Linked DNA regions of Mus musculus: regions 1 and 3 are each linked to region 2. The links are chromatin contacts, called in public HiChIP or PLAC-seq and promoter capture Hi-C maps. All regions are on one chromosome and are shown on one strand. Each heading gives the region's core, a stretch centred on a gene start, on an enhancer-like site or on the middle of the called end of the contact. The rest is flanking DNA. Distances are from core to core; before and after follow the strand shown. Region 1 holds the start of Anapc16 (anaphase promoting complex subunit 16). Region 2 holds the start of 1700022H01Rik (RIKEN cDNA 1700022H01 gene). Region 3 holds the start of Ddit4 (DNA-damage-inducible transcript 4).

Region 1 (3,669 bases), core at 229-2,728, 1.7 Mb after region 2:
AACGCACAGACAAAATATGGAAATAAACAAACAAATGTAATAAAAAATTAAGTTAAAAGAAACTCCATTATGTAGGCAAGTAGCATAGACTAAATAAATAAATGTAATAAAATTTTAAATTTAAAAAATTCTGCTAGCCGGGCGTGGTGGCGCACGCCTTTAATCCCAGCACTCTGGAGGCAGAGGCAGGTGGATTTCTGAGTTCGAGGCCAGCCTGGTCTGCAGAGTGAGTTCCAGGACAACCAGGGCTATACAGAGAAACCCTGTCTCAAAAAAACCAAAAAACAACAAAAACAAAAAACAAACAAAAAACAAAAAAACAAAAAAAAATTCTGCTGTGTAGGCAGGTAACATATGCACAGACTACATTCGTAAATAAATAAATGTAATAAGAAATTTAAATTAAAAACTCCATTATGTAGGCCTCAACTGGGCAGTTCACAGCACATCCTAAGCAAAAATAGTGTCGCTTTCCATGAGCTCACCAGTGTAAGTTCTTGTATAGGTGTCTGATTAACCTATAGGGGGTGAGGTCTTGCTAGCCACCTAAGTATGAGCAGAGTGCTTCATTCACCCTATCCAGTATGATATTTTATCGTATCCAGTTTGATAACGCATTGAGGAACCATCGGTACAATACCCGCGGAAGAGAGGTAAGCCGTTTTAAAGATGCTAGAAATAAATACCTTCCAATCAGATTTATTTCCCTATCACAGTACAATTAAAATATGACTTACTAACACAGTTCTCGGACCAACACAGTACTGAGAAGGAACAGTTTCCCGAGGCCACTGCCTCCAGAACACAACAAACGGCTTCACGCTTGAATCAATAATTCGGAATTAAAGGCTCCTGATAAACTACCCCATGTTCCCATCCCAGATGGCTGCGGCTACAAGTTCACGTACTTAACAAGTTCCACCAAAGAAGGCCTAACAATCCCTTCCAAATGAATGCTTGACCCAACCCTCAGTCAAGTCGCTAATCCGCAGCCACCTGCAGGACGCAAGAAGAGGGTTCGTGCTTTGAGAAAACAGAAAATCAACGTTGGCAGGGGGATGCAATTATTAACAGTCTTGTGCCGCGCCACCCTGGTGTGCTACTCCTTTAGCATCCCTTCCCACTTCAAAAACCACGTTCTGTCGAAAAGGAGCCTTTACAAAGTGTGAGCACTGAGCACGAAGCCACAGTGGTACCTTTCCTGAGCAGCTCCAGGCAGAGACTGCGCAGAAGGAGGAGAGCGGACTAGCCCTGGGTCATGGGTGTTTGAAGAGGGAAAAGTGGATATGCTTTCGTGCAATTCTCACATAAAAAGCAAACGCTGAACATCCTACGCTAGAGAGGCGGAGCAGACAGCACCAACGCAAGAAAACCAAAACTGCGGGGGACTGGGGCGGGGAAGGGGGCGGGGCAGCCACAGCGACCCGGAAGTGTTCTCGGAAAGCTCGGTCTGGCCCAGCCGGGCTCCGCCCCCTCCACGCATGCGCGCTAGCACCGCCCTCTAGCCCTCACCGCCGCAGGGACAGGCGCAGCACCGCCATCAAACTCCCACAGCTCAGGCGGGCGCGCGCACGCCGCCGTCTACGTCGTGGCGAGCGAGGCCGCACGGCTTCGTCCAAGGGGCGGGGCTGTCAGTCAAAGTGCACAAGCTGCTGAGGTAAGTGGCCGAGAACCTTCCAGACCTGATTCCCCCCTACGCTCCTACCTGCCAGGACTAACTGGGAGCGTAGGAAGAGACCCTGGAGGCTCGCCCGCGCCGGCCGTATGCAAAGGCAGCGTCATCCGACTGAGCATGCGTGGGGCGGGTTGGCGCCTGCGCCGTGGGCCGGCCGCAAGCCTTCCCTTCCTCCCCGAGTTGTTGGGTAGGAAGCGTACCTGGGTGGAGTTGGAGTAGCCAGGATTAGGGTGCTGGCTCCTCCCCTCTCCCGCGAGCTTCTTCATCCCACCTAGAAAGAGCTACCGCAGCTAGGTGCTGCGGGTGGTGATCCGTCTGTCTAGGTGGGACACCTAGTGATTTTTGTTAGTAGAACCCAACGGGTGTCATAATTAGCCACCTCACTTGGATCCCGATCGACATAAGCATCTGGTTTGTTCTGGGCTTTATTTTAAAGGAGGATCTCTTTTTTTGTTTTGTTTTGTTTTAAGACTATAAGCGGAAAGTTTATGAGTGCGAGGTCGTCCCTGTCGTACACAAAGTAAGTATTTAACCACGCCAGCCATATTGTGCCCCACAAACTATCATTCCGCTTCTTAGGAGCGTTTCCTCTGCTTGGCAGCAGCCACAGCTTCCCTGATAGGGCCAAGTTCCAGATAATCATCATTCAACAAAAGTTCACTGAGTGCCTCGTTATGAGGATGGTAGTCTCCTGAGCGACAGGGTTGAATACTCCATGCAGAAAGAGTCATGACTGGAACTGTCTCGGTCCCCTGCAGCCTCTACTGAGCTGATTGCTTTTGTCCTCGGTTTGTTTGTTTGTTTGTTTTGGTTGGTTGGTTGGTTTTGTGGGGTTTTTTTTTTTTTTTTTTTTTTTGGTTTTTTTGGTTTGGTTTGGTTTTTTTTGGTTTTTCGAGACAGGGTTTCTCTGTACAGCCCTGGCTGTACTGGAACTCACGCTGTAGACCAGGCTGGCCTCGAACTCAGAAATCTGCCTGTCTCTGCCTCCCAAGTGCTGGGATTAAAGGCGTGGGCCACCTCCGCCCGGCTGACCTCGTATTTATAAATCATTCATCCAGGAGCCACTGTGACAAGGGTTTTTATAAGATGCCTCCAGGGTACAAAGGTAGTTTGTTTTCTCCTTCCAACGACATGGGATCCTTTTCAGTGCCTCACACTTGGGTAAGCAAACACTCTAGCCACCTCACAATACATCCCCAGGCCCAGGCTTGAAGCTGGTGTCTGCTGTCTTCCTCCTTAGCCTTTCATAGCTTCCCTGAACCCAGAACATTCCCATTCCCCATAACCTAGCTAACAACATTGCTATGGGGAATCGCTTATCTTCTGCCTCCCAAGGGCTGGGTTTACAGGCAGCTACCACACCTGTGAGGCTTGTAAGTGACTTGAAGGGCTCCCCAACCCCTCCAGTGAAAACACTTACTCCATGTAGCTCTCCCCAGCCCCACTGCAAGATTCTTTATAAGATCATGAGGTGAATGTGCTGACTGAGAGTGTAGCCCAGCGCTAGGATGTGTGAAGTGCGTAACATCACACTGCCTGCCTCCCGAGCAGACCCTTCCCTCCCGGGAGCTTTACACGTAAGTGAAAAGCTGGATTGTGCATAGGGAAAAGTGTATGTGCCAGTGCACACCTGTAATTCCAACACTCGGTAAGCCAAGCCAGCGGGATCTGGGATTGCGGGCCAGGCCGGGCTGATTTGCTTGTCTCGGCTGTACTTATTTAACCCTCATAACTCTTCCTCGGGGTAGGCTCCACTGTTACTGACTCCAGCTTACAGGTGAGGCATCTAAGGGACAGAAAAGGCAACTGATTTGTCCAGTCTCGCAGCAGGCAGCAAAGCCAGGGTACACACCTAGGCAGGCACTTCTTTACCATCAGTGCTTGTTTGAAGATTTACTTAATGTAGGCGGGCAGTGGTGGTGCACGCCTTTAGCCTTTAATCCCAGCACTTGGGAGGCAGAGGCAGGCGGATTTCTTGAGTCGAGGCCAGCTTG
Region 2 (4,018 bases), core at 1,475-3,974:
TTCAAGAGGCTCAAGAAGAAAGATCACAAGTTCAAAGGCCAGCCTGGGCTACATAGGGAATTGAAGGCCAGCTTAAGCTACACATCAAAACCCCTGTCTCAAAAACAAACAAACAAACAAACAAACAAAAAACCCAAAACAAAAATGCTGGTGTCTCACCCATACAATGAATTGAAGCCAGCCTGAATCATGAGGTCCCATCACCAAGAAAAAAATAAAAAAAAAAACGTATGGAGGGGAGGCTGGGAGCATAGCTCAGTGCAAGCAAGGGATTCTTAGCTAAAATGCATGGCCCTGGGTTCGATTCTTGGCACTGACAAACCTGCACAACTTAGCACTTTAAGAAGCCAGTAACAAATACATGTTTAAATTCAAGTTTATTGAGTAAATAAAACAATACATCTTTCTTCTACAGTCCCCCTAGCCAGACATCCTCCCTTATCTCTCACTTTATTCCAGGAGAGACCCAGTTCATCTTTAACAGGCTGTGGCCTACTGTGGCCTCTTACACCCAACAAGTCTAATTCATGTGCACTGGTTTGCTGCCAATAGTCCAGCACTTTGTTTTTAGCCACATCTCTTTAGAAGAATTCCCAAGATGGACATGGGTGTGAAAGCTTTGACCACAGCACCTGAGAGGCTGAGGCAGGAAGAGGAGCTTTAGTGTGTTGCAGCTTCACCAAGCCAAAGTAGGCTACATAGTGACACTCTGTTTCAAAGGAAAACAAAACAAAACAAACAAACAAACAAAAAACAAAAACAAAAACAAAAACAAAGAAAAGGAAAGCAAATATTCTCAGCCTGGTTAATTCTACAAATGTGATACTTTAGAGGATTTTTTTAAGTGGTAACGTAACTGACTTACTTTCATTTTCCAATTTATTTTCCTTCCCAGTTCTTGTTTTAAAAGCCTTCCTACCAAAATGATAAGGAAAAGTATTAGAATGAATTCTTCAGTGATGTTAAAAAGTAGTACTGGGACTGGAGAGATGGCTCAGTGGGTAAGAGCACTGACTGCTCTTCCAGAGTTCAATTCCCAGCAACCACATGATGGCTCACAACCATCTGTAATGGGATCCGATGCCCTCTCCTGGTGTGTCTAACAGTTACAGTGTACTCATATACATAAAATAAATACATAAATCTTAAAAAAAAAAAAAAGTAGTACTCCTCTCAGAGCCCAGAGTTGGGCTGTACTGCTGCCCAAAGCTGAAGAAATGGCCTTGCTGACACTGTCCTTGAGATCTCGGGATCTGAACCAATTCATCCACCAGCAACCTTAGAATTTATACAGCACCAGCACAAATACCTTCATCTCATCCTCCCACCAACTCTAGCAAGCCAAGATGAAGACGAGGACACTCTTTAGGCTCCCTGTCCTGTTCAAGACTGTGCGGTCAAAAGCATCAGTTCCAAAAGCCAGGAGAGACGGATCAGAGGTTCAGAGTACCAACTGCTCTCCCAGAGGCCCTGGGTTCAAGCCCCAGCACCCACATGCGGCTCAGAACTGTAACTTCATCTCTAGGGGATCTCACACAGGCACACATGGAGGTAAAACAACAATTCACATCAAATAAAAATAAGGTATTTAAGAAGAAAAGCCTCTCACCTAAAACCAAAGCCCTTTTCCTGCTAATATTAAATTCCAATCATAAGACTTCCAAAAGGGTAAAAGGTAACTTTCTTCCTTAACCTACCACCTACACAGACGATAATCTTAAGAACACACTATTTTCTATTCTTCGTCTACTCTATCATCTATGGAATGTTAAGAATATTAAAACCAACAACACAATTCATGAACCTTAAGTAAAAACCGTGCAAATATCAAGATGGGAACAAACAAGTGCCAGAAAGACCATCAAGCAATAAAAAACGTACTCTCAAACATATTCACTCCGGGTGAATCTGGGATAGAAGGCAGCTGGCTATTAACTAAGAAAGTCTACGTAGCTGCAAGGTGAATGTCAAAGATCAGCTTCCTGACAATTCCCCCCTAACCCTCCCTTCTCAACCTGAGCGGACAGTGCCCAGGTACTGAAGAAACACCCAGTGAGGGAGGATACTGAGAAAGGGTACGACTACCAATGGTACCATTGGTCGGTACCATTCTCACCTGGGTAAAAATGACGAAGAAAACATTCATCTACGATAATCGCCCAAGAGGGAATTTTTCCATGCACAGGAAAAATAAAAAGGGTGGATGGGAGTGGGGTGTTGGTGGAGGGAGAGACCATGGGTTCCAGACAGGGCATCGGATACCCAGAGGCTGAACGTGGGGCTCGAGCGCCCACTCGCTACTCGAGGGCCACGATCTGCAGAACGCAAGGATGAGTGCCAGGGCTCCAGCTATCCTCACCGAGGAACCAGACTCCTCCGCTATGGAGGCCACGAAGCCGTCTCCTCCCCCAAAAAAAACCCCGACCGCCGCCACGCCACCCCGCAGCCCGTCCCCGCCCAGAGCCGGCCCGCGGAACCGCCTGCGTGTCACTGCACCCCCACCCAGCCCCTCCGCGGCGGCCCCGCGCCCCGGCCTTCGCTGTGGCCCGTCCCGGGCCCGCTGCCCCACCGCCACCTCCTCCGCTGGGGCCCCGACTCACGGCCCGAGGGGCTCCTCCGGCGGTGGCTGGCGGCGCGACCCTCCCTCAGAGCACACAGACCAGCAGTCCCCGGGTCCGCCAGCTACGCGCCGGATGTACGTCACGCCCCTCCCTGAGACTTCCGGGCACGCACGTGCCCCGCCCCCTCGACGCGTCACGCCGTCCGGGCTGTGGGTACCGCCCTAACAGCCACTCTGGCCGCGGAGAGGCGGGCCTAAGGAGTGACGTACGCTCGGGGTGAGGCTCCGCCCGCTCTGTGGAGGCTCTCAAGCGGGGTAAGACGTGGCAGCGTCTGTCAGGCGGCCTGGGCTTCTGTCCCCAACTTAAGCAGCTACTTAAGCAGCCTGGGGCTTCCGATCCCAGTATGTTTTCAGACGCGCGCCGGACATCAGAAGCGGAGGCTGCCAGATATCAGTAGAGTCTAGGACAGTAGAATTGACTTTGGAGACCTCAACCTAGGTGGATGTCACCTAGTCATCGTTTTAAGTTGTTTTCCCCGCCTTGGGATAGCGTTTCTATTTTTCAGCTTTCTAAATAAAAGCAACAAGAGTTTAATGAGCAGTTTTGGGCAGTACCCTGACTGCTTGGGATCCTTCATCTGGTTTAACCCTCAGTACGTATTAATAGCTCCACTGAACAAATCAGTTAACTGGGGCTTGCAAAATAGCTCATCCATCAGGTCAAGGTAGGTTTGCCTACTGTTTTAGCCAGGGCTCTCAGAGGAACCACAACTGGCCCCGCATTGTGATGCACGCCTTTAATGCCAGCCCTTGGGAAGCTAATGTCTATGGATCTCTGAGTTCCAGGCCAGCCAGAGTTACACGGCGATACCCTGTCTTAAACAAACGAATAAATAAGGAACAGAGATAGAATAATTATACATGTGCAACTTAAAAAATATTTACAAGTGTTTTGTTTGCATGAATGTCTGTACTATGTACATGTTTGTTGCCTGCAGAGACCAAAAGGGTGTCAGATCTCCTGGAACGGGAGTTATAGACCATGGTGAGATTCTAGTGAGCATATCTCTGCTGGGAATTGAACCCAAGTCCTCTGGAAGACCATCCAGTGCTCTTCACTGCTCAGCCATCTCTCTAACCCCAATATATCGTTAAGAGGATTTATTAGAGTGGCTTACAGGCTGTGGTCTGAGTAGTCCAACAATTGGTTGTTTCCCAATGGGAAGGCCAAGAGTTGGGTAATGGTTCAGACCATACCAGACTGATAGGCTCAGCAGTCCCAATCTGATGCTGAGAATCTAGGGAACTACTACATAGCCAGTAGTCTTCAGTCGAAGTTGGAATCCCAAAGAAGTAGGTCCTAATATCAATGGAGGGATGCCTCAACAACAGAACAGATGAACTTGCCAGGGAGAGTGAGGGCAAGCAGGCAAAAAAGCAAACGCCTCCTCCTTCCAT
Region 3 (3,835 bases), core at 797-3,296, 1.7 Mb after region 2:
CCTATCCGATGTCTCCTAGCAAGTGGCAAGTCTAAATGTCAGGAAAGAATGCTCTTAGGCCTGGGAACTCCAGGGGCAAGCAGTCCTCTATTTTGCAGCTGTCTTTAACTGTGTCTCCTAGTCTGAGCCTACCCCCACCTACCCCCACCGCACGCCCCTGCGGGGGAGGGGGGTGTGTCCATAAATGTGATTTTTTTTTTTTTTTTTTTTTTTGGTTTATTGAGACAGGGTTTCTCTGTGTAGCCCTGGCTGTCCTGGAACTCACTCTGTAGACCAGGCTGGCCTCGAACTCAGAAATCTGCCTGCCTCTGCTTCACAGGTGCTAGGATTAAAGGCGTGTGCCACCACTGCCCTGACCATGTGTCTCCCACCTGTAAAATGAGAGTACGTGTGGGAGAGCTTGGATTCCCATCCTTTTGCAGTTCTAAGACCTGGCTGTTCTAAAAGTCAGGCTTTTAATTTTAATTTTAAAAATATCGGTGGTAGGAGCTATGCTTCGTGACTCACTGTCATCCTGGAACTAGGAAGGCAAAGGCAGGAGAATCTCTGGGAGTTCCAGGCCAGCCAGCCGTGAAACTCCGTCCAAAAGATGAAATTGGGCAGTGGGGGTGGGGCTGGAAAGGACAGTGGCCTGACTTCCCTGGCAAGTGTCATGTGTCAAAGCAAACCTGCCCTGTAGCGATGTGATGCTTGCCTGTCTGATCTGGTTTGGTTCCTGCCCGCCGGGCCAGAGTGTCTGATGTAAGTTTGGTCTTTTCTTCCATCAGGGTCCCAGTGTCCTACATTAACAAACCTTTTTATAAAAAAAAAAAACAAAAAAAAAAACAAAAAAACAGGTCTAGTCCGACTGAATCTCCTCCTACCCTAAACAAATCGCTATCAGCCCTAGAGCATCGCTGCCAGGCTATATTTCCTGTTGCCTCGCCTGAATGATGAAACCCCATATGGCTCTTGCATTTGGACTTTTCCAAAGACCTCGGTCCTGGGTTCCATTGAATTGAATTCTCCTGCCACCCCACCCCCCACCCCCGATCCGCCGCTTTTCCCCCCCTTAACACAAAGCATGGGAGGGGTTCTAGGACCCGGCGGACGCCAGGGGCTCTGCCGCAGTGGGTTTGGGAGGCACTTGGCCCTGCAGTGTTCTGTCCCCCTAAGGCCTGCGGGTGGGTCACTGTGTCGGTTTGATGTGAGCCCTTGTTCCCTGGCCGTGGACCAGGCGCTAAGAATCGGAGTCCGTGAACTCTAACTCCTACCCAAACCCTCTGCTAGAGGACAATCTCGAATTGGCAAGCACTTGATGTCCTCCTGAACCTACACCCTGCTCCCCCGGGGCTGCAGAGTAACAGGAACACTGATGAGGGGACGTGGGAGCCGATGGCCCTGAGATGCCTTGTCTTTGGACCTATTACCAAAAGTGCATCGCGTGTCAGAAGCAAAGACAGCGTGGGACTGATGCTCATGGGACAACGGAGTAACGTCTGCCGCCGCGCCACGGTCCCATGGGGCATCCAGTTGTGCGCCCGGTAGTGTCCTTGGCCCTTGGGCTCCCAGAAGCTAGGGGTACCTTTCTCCCCTGCTCAAGCCGCACCAGGTCCCCCAACTCTTCTTTTCAGTGCAGTCACGGGCCGTCCCCTCCCCCAGCAACGCGCCCCTATAATAAACAAGTCTTTCCTTGATCCTCCCCTACCGCGAGCGCCCTCAGGGACCTTGGCAGCTGCTGAAAGCCGCCTCGGATCCCTTCCAGAAAGGGGGTGTGGCCGAAGCTAAGGCGAGGGGAGAGGGGTTCGGCCGGGAGCGTTCTGGGGCTCCGTGGGGGCGGGGCCAGGCCGCTGTCACCAGGCAGGAGAGAACGTTGCGAACGTGCGCCCGGTGCCTATTGGCTGAGGTGGGCCACACTCCCGGGTCTCGATTGGGCTGCGACCTGGAGGGGGCGTGGCCTCGCCGGGAGAGCCCTTATAGGCTGCTGCTCGCTGGTGCTAGGGATCGCAGCAGGCAGGGGGGAGGTGCGAGAGGGTTCGAAGGGACAGGTCCGGGCAGCGATCGGGGGTTGGCACCAGTTCGCTCACCCTTCGAGAGGCAGAGCGCTCTTGTCCGCAATCTTCGCTGACCGCGCTAGCTGGTGAGTGTCCCTCCCGGGTGTGCACATCTTGTCGGGGAGTGACCTCGGCTCTTGGGGCCTCAGAGCCCTCAATCCTGTGCAACGCCGACACTGACGCCAAATCCTTGTCCCTCTTGTCTTTCAGCGGCTTCTGTGCGCCTTCATTCGGACCTTAGCAGCCAGCGTCCTGGCGTCTGACCCCGCCATGCCTAGCCTCTGGGATCGTTTCTCGTCCTCCTCTTCCTCTTCGTCCTCGTCTCGAACTCCGGCCGCTGATCGGCCGCCGCGCTCCGCCTGGGGGTCTGCAGCCAGAGAAGAGGGCCTTGACCGCTGCGCGAGCCTGGAGAGCTCGGACTGCGAGTCCCTGGACAGCAGCAACAGTGGCTTCGGGCCGGAGGAAGGTGAGCACTCAGCCGGGGCCGAATTGGGTTCGGGGATGGGGGGTGGGAGGGGTCCCGGGAGGTGGGTACGAAGCGAGCTGAATCGGCTCAAAGCCACCTTGGCTTCCCACCCCAGCACGAAAAAACAGATTACTCTAGGGTTAGAAGACAAGACTGCGGGGCGGAAACTGAGGCACGGAGTGGAAAGGGACACTGTTTGCTTAGGCAAACTGCACCTCCCCCGCCCGTACAGCTCCTGTGGAAGGCGCTCTAATACAATACCCTTTCCCTGTGTTCTCTCTATCCAGACTCCTCATACCTGGATGGGGTGTCCCTGCCCGACTTTGAGCTGCTCAGTGACCCCGAGGATGAGCACCTGTGTGCCAACCTGATGCAGCTGCTGCAGGAGAGCCTGTCCCAGGCGCGATTGGGCTCGCGGCGCCCTGCGCGTTTGCTCATGCCGAGCCAGCTGGTGAGCCAGGTGGGCAAGGAACTCCTGCGCCTGGCATACAGTGAGCCGTGCGGCCTGCGGGGGGCACTGCTGGACGTGTGTGTGGAGCAAGGCAAGAGCTGCCATAGCGTGGCTCAGCTGGCCCTCGACCCCAGCCTGGTGCCCACCTTTCAGTTGACCCTGGTGCTGCGTCTGGACTCTCGCCTCTGGCCCAAGATCCAGGGGCTGTTAAGTTCTGCCAACTCTTCCTTGGTCCCTGGTTACAGCCAGTCCCTGACGCTAAGTACCGGCTTCAGAGTCATCAAGAAGAAACTCTACAGCTCCGAGCAGCTGCTCATTGAAGAGTGTTGAACTACATCCTGGGGTGGGGTGCGGGGAGGGTTTCTCACTGCCCCCCAAAGTGAAGACAAGGAATTTCTGTGGTGGAGACCCGCAGGCAAGGACTGAAGGACTGTCCCCTGTGTTAGAAAACTGACGATAGCCACCTGAGGGGCGCAGGGCCAGGTGGGGGAAGGAAGTGTTCTCCAGGAAGTCTCTAGGTTGTATGCAGGTGGCTCCCTGTTGGGGCACACGCCCCTCAGTACTGTAGCATGAAACAAAGGCTTAGGAGTCACACAGGCTTCTGGCTGGATGTGTATGTAGCATGTACCTTATTTTTTTTTATTACTGACAAGTTACAACAGCAGTTGTGGGCCAGAGCCAGAAGGGCAGCTGGTCTGCACTGGCCTCTGCCCCGGCTGGGGGTTGGGGGCTGGGGGGGAGGCAGGGGGAGGTGGCCGACAGTTTGTGTATCTTCTGGTCTGAAAGGACCTAGTGTGTTTTGTCATTTGTTTTGTATCTTGGTTTTGGGGGGTGGGGATCGGCGCTTCACTACTGACCTGTTCGAGGCAGCTATCTTACAGACTG

What was found. HiChIP or PLAC-seq counts read pairs in DNA pulled down with a chosen protein or histone mark. Capture Hi-C pulls out chosen DNA fragments and counts their contacts.
Region 1: a promoter capture Hi-C map of adipose tissue shows a contact between it and region 2, with 2.7 times the contacts expected there. The contact joins the promoter of Anapc16 here to the promoter of 1700022H01Rik in region 2. A contact is called at or near these places in 1 of 39 promoter capture datasets (liver) and 1 of 9 other capture datasets (adipose tissue).
Region 3: an HNF4G HiChIP or PLAC-seq map of pancreatic cancer cells shows a contact between it and region 2. The contact joins the promoter of Ddit4 here to the promoter of 1700022H01Rik in region 2. A contact is called at or near these places in 1 of 39 promoter capture datasets (liver) and 1 of 115 datasets of contacts at active chromatin or transcription factors (pancreatic cancer cells).

The regions. Positions count from the first base shown.
Region 1 is chr10:60,000,944-60,004,612 of GRCm38.p6, reverse strand. Anapc16 (anaphase promoting complex subunit 16) reads left to right here and starts at 1,478. Exons shown (of 4, transcript NM_025514.3): 1 at 1,478-1,657. Ascc1 (activating signal cointegrator 1 complex subunit 1) reads right to left here and starts at 1,808. Exons shown (of 11, transcript NM_026937.3): 1 at 1,706-1,808.
Region 2 is chr10:61,678,996-61,683,013 of GRCm38.p6, reverse strand. It overlaps 1700022H01Rik (RIKEN cDNA 1700022H01 gene), which reads left to right and starts at 2,724. Exons shown (of 2, transcript NR_126477.1): 1 at 2,724-2,875. Sar1a (secretion associated Ras related GTPase 1A) reads right to left here and starts at 2,729. Exons shown (of 7, transcript NM_009120.3): 1 at 2,601-2,729.
Region 3 is chr10:59,949,981-59,953,815 of GRCm38.p6, reverse strand. Ddit4 (DNA-damage-inducible transcript 4) reads left to right here and starts at 2,046. Exons shown (of 3, transcript NM_029083.2): 1 at 2,046-2,119; 2 at 2,244-2,499; 3 at 2,787-3,835. The coding sequence starts at 2,304. The coding sequence ends at 3,280.